Linked DNA regions of Sus scrofa: region 1 is linked to region 2. A link is a contact called in public promoter capture Hi-C data. All regions are on one chromosome and are shown on one strand. Each heading gives the region's core, a stretch centred on a gene start, on an enhancer-like site or on the middle of the called end of the contact. The rest is flanking DNA. Distances are from core to core; before and after follow the strand shown.

What was found. Promoter capture Hi-C pulls out the DNA fragments that hold promoters and counts their contacts.
Region 1: a promoter capture Hi-C map of liver shows a contact between it and region 2, with 2.6 times the contacts expected there. The contact joins the enhancer-like site here to the promoter of ARHGAP42 in region 2. A contact is called at or near these places in 2 of 5 promoter capture datasets (fetal liver and liver), 6 of 47 Hi-C or Micro-C datasets (fetal heart ventricle, fibroblasts, heart right ventricle and 2 more) and 1 of 2 datasets of contacts at active chromatin or transcription factors (skeletal muscle).

Annotation. Positions count from the first base shown.
Region 1 is chr9:31,765,245-31,768,415 of Sscrofa11.1, forward strand. All of the region lies in intron 1 of ARHGAP42 (rho GTPase-activating protein 42), which reads left to right. Among named protein-coding and RNA genes, the nearest start is that of ARHGAP42, 46 kb to the left of the region's middle. Within about 2 kb of position 1,302, at least 18 of the 83 cell types and tissues checked have an H3K27ac peak or open chromatin away from gene starts, as enhancers often do. A contact at or near this core is called in fetal liver and liver, where this site is marked.
Region 2 is chr9:31,719,239-31,722,073 of Sscrofa11.1, forward strand. ARHGAP42 (rho GTPase-activating protein 42) reads left to right here and starts at 1,348. Exons shown (of 24, transcript XM_021062699.1): 1 at 1,348-2,265. The coding sequence starts at 2,112.

The DNA of each region.
Region 1 (3,171 bases), core at 52-2,551, 46 kb after region 2:
ACTATTTCTAGAGTTTCAAAATAAAAATTTAAAAAGTGTAAGTAATTTATAAAGTGTGTACATGTATGCCCTGATCCTTGCACTCTTTCCTTTAATAATCCTGTCTTTTCTTGTTCTATCTGGTAAACATGAGTTGCTTATGGCTTGTGTACTGAAAATGCTGCCAGGAAGTAGGGTGAGCAAAAGCTTCTTTTCCCATGACCCTTACTCTAATGTTGTTCCAACTTAGAAATGTCTTGATAACCACATTCATTCCTGACACACCCCACCCCCAACACACACAAAACTACTGAATGCCATCTGTCCCGTAGTCTAGCTGCAGTTTGTTTTATGCTAGTGGGGAAGGCTTTTACCTATGGTAGTGAATAGCTCTGAAAAGATTTTGTGTGTGTGTGATATGTTGCCTGTGTATAGAAAAACTGTTAAAAAATCAGTTACTTGATGTGATCCTGGAAGCTACAAGTTGACTAGTCTGTTTTTGTCCCCTCTCATTTTGGACTCACTGAAGCTATGTATACGTGCTTACTTCTACATACTTTTTGTGTGTATTTTGAAGTTTTGCTGCTGACAAGGAAATCGAATTGCTAAAACATAGTTTAGATCCCCTTGGTCTATGACATCTATCATGAATATAAAAGTTTTTTAAAAGACTAGGTTATCCTGATCACAGTCCATTCTACTGTATACCCTGGTTGTCATCTGATGTACCAAATTTCTTCCTTTGGAATAGAAGGGAGAGAAAGATATTTATTTGAAAAACGCCAGGGCTCTGAATTTATCTAAATGTCCCACTAACACTGTTAAGTAGGGAGTAACATTCTTTTATTATATATATATACACAAAAATTGAGACTGTGAGGAAGAAGTTAAGAAATTTGCTCAAGGTAATAGAAAGCTAGTTAGTCATGAATCTAGGATTTAAAACTGTCTGATGCTACAGTACAGATCCAGGGAAGATCCCTCCAGCCCTAACTGACCCTGACTCTAACCCTAAACCTAACCGAGTTTTGAAACTTTATTTACAGTATTATTTTAAAAATGTACAGGTAGAGTGAAAGGAATGCTTGTGGTGATACTTTATTTCCCCTGTCCTAATGAGATTTAAGCTGACAGGGTTCTGTATGAAGTGTAGTTATTCCTGGAGCAAGGACACGAGCCTCATCCCATCTCCCAGGGCTTGGGTGGAAAAGCAGACAACTTTACTTGGACTGCAAGGCTGCTTTGTGAGAGAGGGAGAAAGAAGCCTTGTTCTTATAGTCAGTGACATGTGATGCTTCCTCCAAGGCTGCAGGACGTGAAGGTTAAGTGCGTGTGAGTAGAGGGGTGTGGGATACAGGAAGCTCTACTGTGGACTGTTTCCTGTTCTGTGTGTCCGCCGTGTCACTGACCTTGACACATCCCTGGGCTGCTCTCTGCAGGCCCTAGCCAAAACTGAAGATCCCTGAAGGTTTAGCTTCCTTGTCCTGTCTCTCAGTTAAACTAGGAATCTGAATTATGGCCACACCAAGTTAACAGCTCTGAGCCTAAATGAAAATATTAGAGAACCCATGTCATGCATATGCTTCCTGGAAAGCAGGTTTCTCTTGTGGAAGAATTTTTCCCCTATGGTGTGAAAGTAGAGATAAATTTTGGGAAAACAACTTAGTATGAGGAGTACTTCTTTTAAACTGAAGATGTTATTTTGTCCTTGACCAAGTTTAGAGCAAGAATTACTTTGCATGTGTACTAGTGACTGCAGTGTGCAGTTCTGGCATGCTCGGTCCTAGGGGGAAATCCACTAGGTGGGTGACTTTAATCTGAAACTTCTGCATTTTTATTTTTTTGAGGATTTTAAAAAAATAAACTTTAAAGGAAATCTTCATAATCTCTTCCGGAAACAAAAATTGAGTGGCAGCTCTTCTAAACAAATTGTAGCTAATCTTCTCTCCTTTTCTTTCCCTAAGCAAGCTCATGCTCATGCTTCAGATCGTCTCCTCTGCCTTTTTCTCACCGTGTGTCAAATACTGTCATGACACCAGTCGCTTTAGTAAATATAATCTGTATTCTCCACCAGACTATTAACTCCTGGTTGAGAGAGAAGGTCTTATTTTTTTTTGTAAAACTTAATATGTAGGCCTTTGTGTTTCTGGTTTAGAAACAAAACGCAAAACACAAAACTAAATATCTTTTATGTCATAGGCCCATTATCATTGTTGAGCTAGAATCAGTGTCTTCGATCATTTCTTTTGAACCTTTGGCAGAAAGCTGACCTTGGGACTGAAATAGCCCTAACATCACATTCAGTGATTGTAGTTTGTGGTTGATTGTCCTTCGGGAACATAGTGCAGGAGCCATGAGTGTGAGTGAGATTCTGTGGGCTCTACTTTTCAGCTTTAATAGCTGAGGTTTTAGGCATGCAACCTGTGGTTGGAGATGGTCCTGTATTTGAAGCGCTTTGAGGTTCCTTTGGAAGAATAGTGTTTTATAATTTGAAACAACAGATTCTATTAATTAGAAAGCCTTCTAGGTTGAATTACTGAGCACTTTGTTATATGCCAAGTGGGTGGTGCCCCCCCCCAGGCCCAGAGAAGTGGTCGCCTAGCATCTTGTCACACAGGACCATGTGGTAAATTAACCCTTGACTTCTGACACTCCATCCAGTTACGCGTCAGTGATAATCCAATGTCTACATATTTTTAAGTCCCATGAGCTGTAAATGTTTGTTGTGTTAATCATTTTAATTCTGGATCTTTAACTTTGAGTTCATTCCTTTTAGAACTACTTATAACCACATGATAAAAAGTATATAAATGAAATTTAAGCCAGCTGATTTGGGAGACTTTCAAAAAAGTCATTCTCACCAAACTGGTAAGGTTTCTGTAGCACTTAACCATAGTAGGTTATATGGTTAAATATAGAATTTTACTATCATTGTGAATAAAGGGCACTAGTAGATTGTGGAGGAGCCTTAAAAAATGCTTCATCAATTTGGAATTAAAATTGAGCACTGACTTTGAAATAAACATATTTAAGGTCTTTAGTTGGGAAAGAAAGACTAAATAAAAGATCTTTTGTGCACAAGTGCTAACTTTATAATGTAAAAACGGTGCAGTTGATTGAGGATGGTCTATTTCATCTCAGAAATCAAGTGGTGCTTTAAGGAACTTTGAGTTCAGGCCCTGTTCATTTGGT
Region 2 (2,835 bases), core at 98-2,597:
CATCTACCTTATTAAATGCTACTTATCAAAGACTGTTGATGCATTCTTAAAGAATTAATCACAGGACTTTCATTTAATGAAAAACAGGAAGAGATTGTTATATTTTATCCTGTTTCATATCTCAGCAGTTGGCATTGGATTTAGTTATTTGGAACAGCAACATGGCAAAAGTTGAAAGGAAACTATTTGTTTGGCCTGCCTAATTTTTTTTTATTTTTTTTTTGTCTTTCAGCCTGTGTGATGAATAGGTGTAAAATCACCTCAGGTGAAAAACAGACCCACTACAGCTTCTGTTATTCCATTAACTGACAAATAGCATTATTGCCTTCCACCCCACTCCACCCCACCTTCCAAATGAGGAGTATTTAACTGACAGACACAAGTTAGACATTAAAAGTTAAAATGACTCTAATGGTAATTGGCCATTCTCCCAATATTTTGAGGCTAGGAACATAATTACAGATGGAAGGTTAAGTCCAACTTCCCGGCTCAGAAGAATTAAAACCAAAGCCATCAAATATATTGTTTACATCATCTTATCAGCCTTAGTTTAAGGTTTACATGCTGTTTTTAATGTTCATGTGTAAAAAAATGAAACTAAAAGTCTTGACAGATTCTGAAACAATTTTAATTGGGAAAAATGTAAAGCACTTTAATGGAATTTTTCCCATGATCTGTAGAAGGGTTTTTTAACAGATGGTTCAAATGGACAAAGCAATGAAAACATAGAAATTAAAAGCAGATCCTTTAGAAAAATAACTGCGCTCTCAGAAATCCTATAGATGATGGCGGGACTAGATGTAAAGCAGCAGTTTCTCTTGCTGTCAAGGTTTTGAGAGAACAGAAATTTATTAGGTGATCCCTCCCAGAGGAGGGGTATACCGCCTCTTGGTAAGAATTAACTATTCATTTGGAATTTCAGCCAACTTCAACAGTTTGAAAATCTCCACGCTTGCAGGGCAATTCCATCCAGGTGACCATAAAAGATACAGTTGTGATGCAAACAGGTATTTTTCTAGAAGAAGAACCCCTCAGTCCGAGGCGCTTATTTGGTGGAATAAAAACAATCTAAAATCTTCCCACCTTCTCAGCAACTTGGAAAAACAAAAAAACTGCCCTAGGTCTATGAAGTTCTGCGTTTTGAATAGAAAAACCCTGACTTTCTAGGATCAAAGCAGTGAATGGTGAGAAAAAAGGAAACTTTTCAACATGGAATTTTTCTGCATTCAGCGCAGGCTAGCGAAGTAAAAACTAACGCTCGAAAGTGGCATCTCCCAACCAGGCTTCAAACTTCAGGGAGAGATAACGTTGCTTTCTCTCCCAGACATTTCTAGGCAGTGGGTGATGAGAACCGGTAGGGAGGCATATTGGGAGCTGGAGATGTTTTAGTGGAGTGGAGGGCACCAAAGTGTCACCGCGGGCTAGTGGAAGCTGGGCGCCCAGGAGTTGCTGAGTTAACGCCCGCGCGCAGGCAGGAGCGCGATCCCGCCGCGGCAGTGCAGAGCCCAGGAGCAAAGTGCGGGCAGCTGGGCGCGGGCAGGAGGGTAAATGGGAGGAGGGGCGGGGCGGCGCGGGGTGGGAACACGGCGGCGGGAGGAGGGTCTCCAAGCCCGGCCCGATCAGCGAGCGCTCTGAGCCTGCGTCCACCGAGGGGGAGGGTTTCCCCGGCCCGGCCGGAGGGGCGGCTGGGCGCTTCTGGCTCCCAGCGCAAACGACTGTCAAGGGAGTAGGAGAGCAGAGCTGCCGGAAGTGCCTGCGAATCGAGAGAACTTTCCTGCTCCGGCCGCGGCCCGGAGCCTCCGCCGCCTCCGCGCTTGCGGCGACGATGCGTCCGAATGACAACGACCTGAGCGGACCCGCGCCTTGGCCCACCGCCCGCGTGGGCGCTCGCCTCGCCTCGGGGGAAGAAGCCTGAGCCCGGAGGCGTCCGCGCGCCGCCGAGTCCCGCGCAGGCGGCGCGGCGTGCGGGACCGTTTCCCTTGCACGTCCCCTCGCGTCCCGGCTGGTTCCCCAGGATCGCGCGTCCCAGGCGCCGGCTGCGGTCGCCAGCTGTCCCCGCCTCGACCGCCGGCCCGGACCTGCCCTGGGCGGCCGCTGGCAGTGCTGGTGCCATGGGGCTGCCGACTCTGGAGTTCAGTGACTCCTACTTGGACAGCCCGGATTTCAGGGAGCGCCTGCAGTGTCACGAGATTGAACTGGAGAGAACCAACAAGTTCATTAAAGAGCTCATTAAGGACGGCTCTCTGCTCATCGGGGCGCTGAGGAGTAAGTTGAGCTGGCGGGGGCGGGAGGAGAGGGCTCGGGGATTTGCGGAGTCCCTGGGAGGGTGCGGGTCTGAGGGGTGGGTTAGAGGAAGCGAAGCTTCTTTTGTTTGAATGGGTTTGGGGACAAAAGCTGAAGAGCTCCCCTGCCGGTGGCCAACAAAGTTTGTTCCTAGGTGTTCTCAATTTGCTTCCAAGTCTGTAGGGAAGGGAAAAATTCTCTACCGGATACTGGAATATATATCCTGAGGAATGTTGATCAAAGTCATCGTTTTGTATAACGCTCTTTGAAAAATGTTGGCGACTGTTGGTCTTTTTTTGCAACTTTATTGTGCCTAGTTTAAACTTTTTAAAAAAGTCCTTCAGGAGGGGTTAAAGAGTTTATCTGAAGGATAAATATAAAGCTAGATTATTTAGTGATATTCAAGGAAAATTATTAATTTCTTCTGTACATCAGTGGCTCTTCATTGGGTAGATCAGTCTTCAGGCCTTTTGAAAGATATGTAGCTTTGTAGTTTTGCGATTTAGTAAGATGAATGACGACAGCATGGCACCACTGGGTTTTTATCTCTTT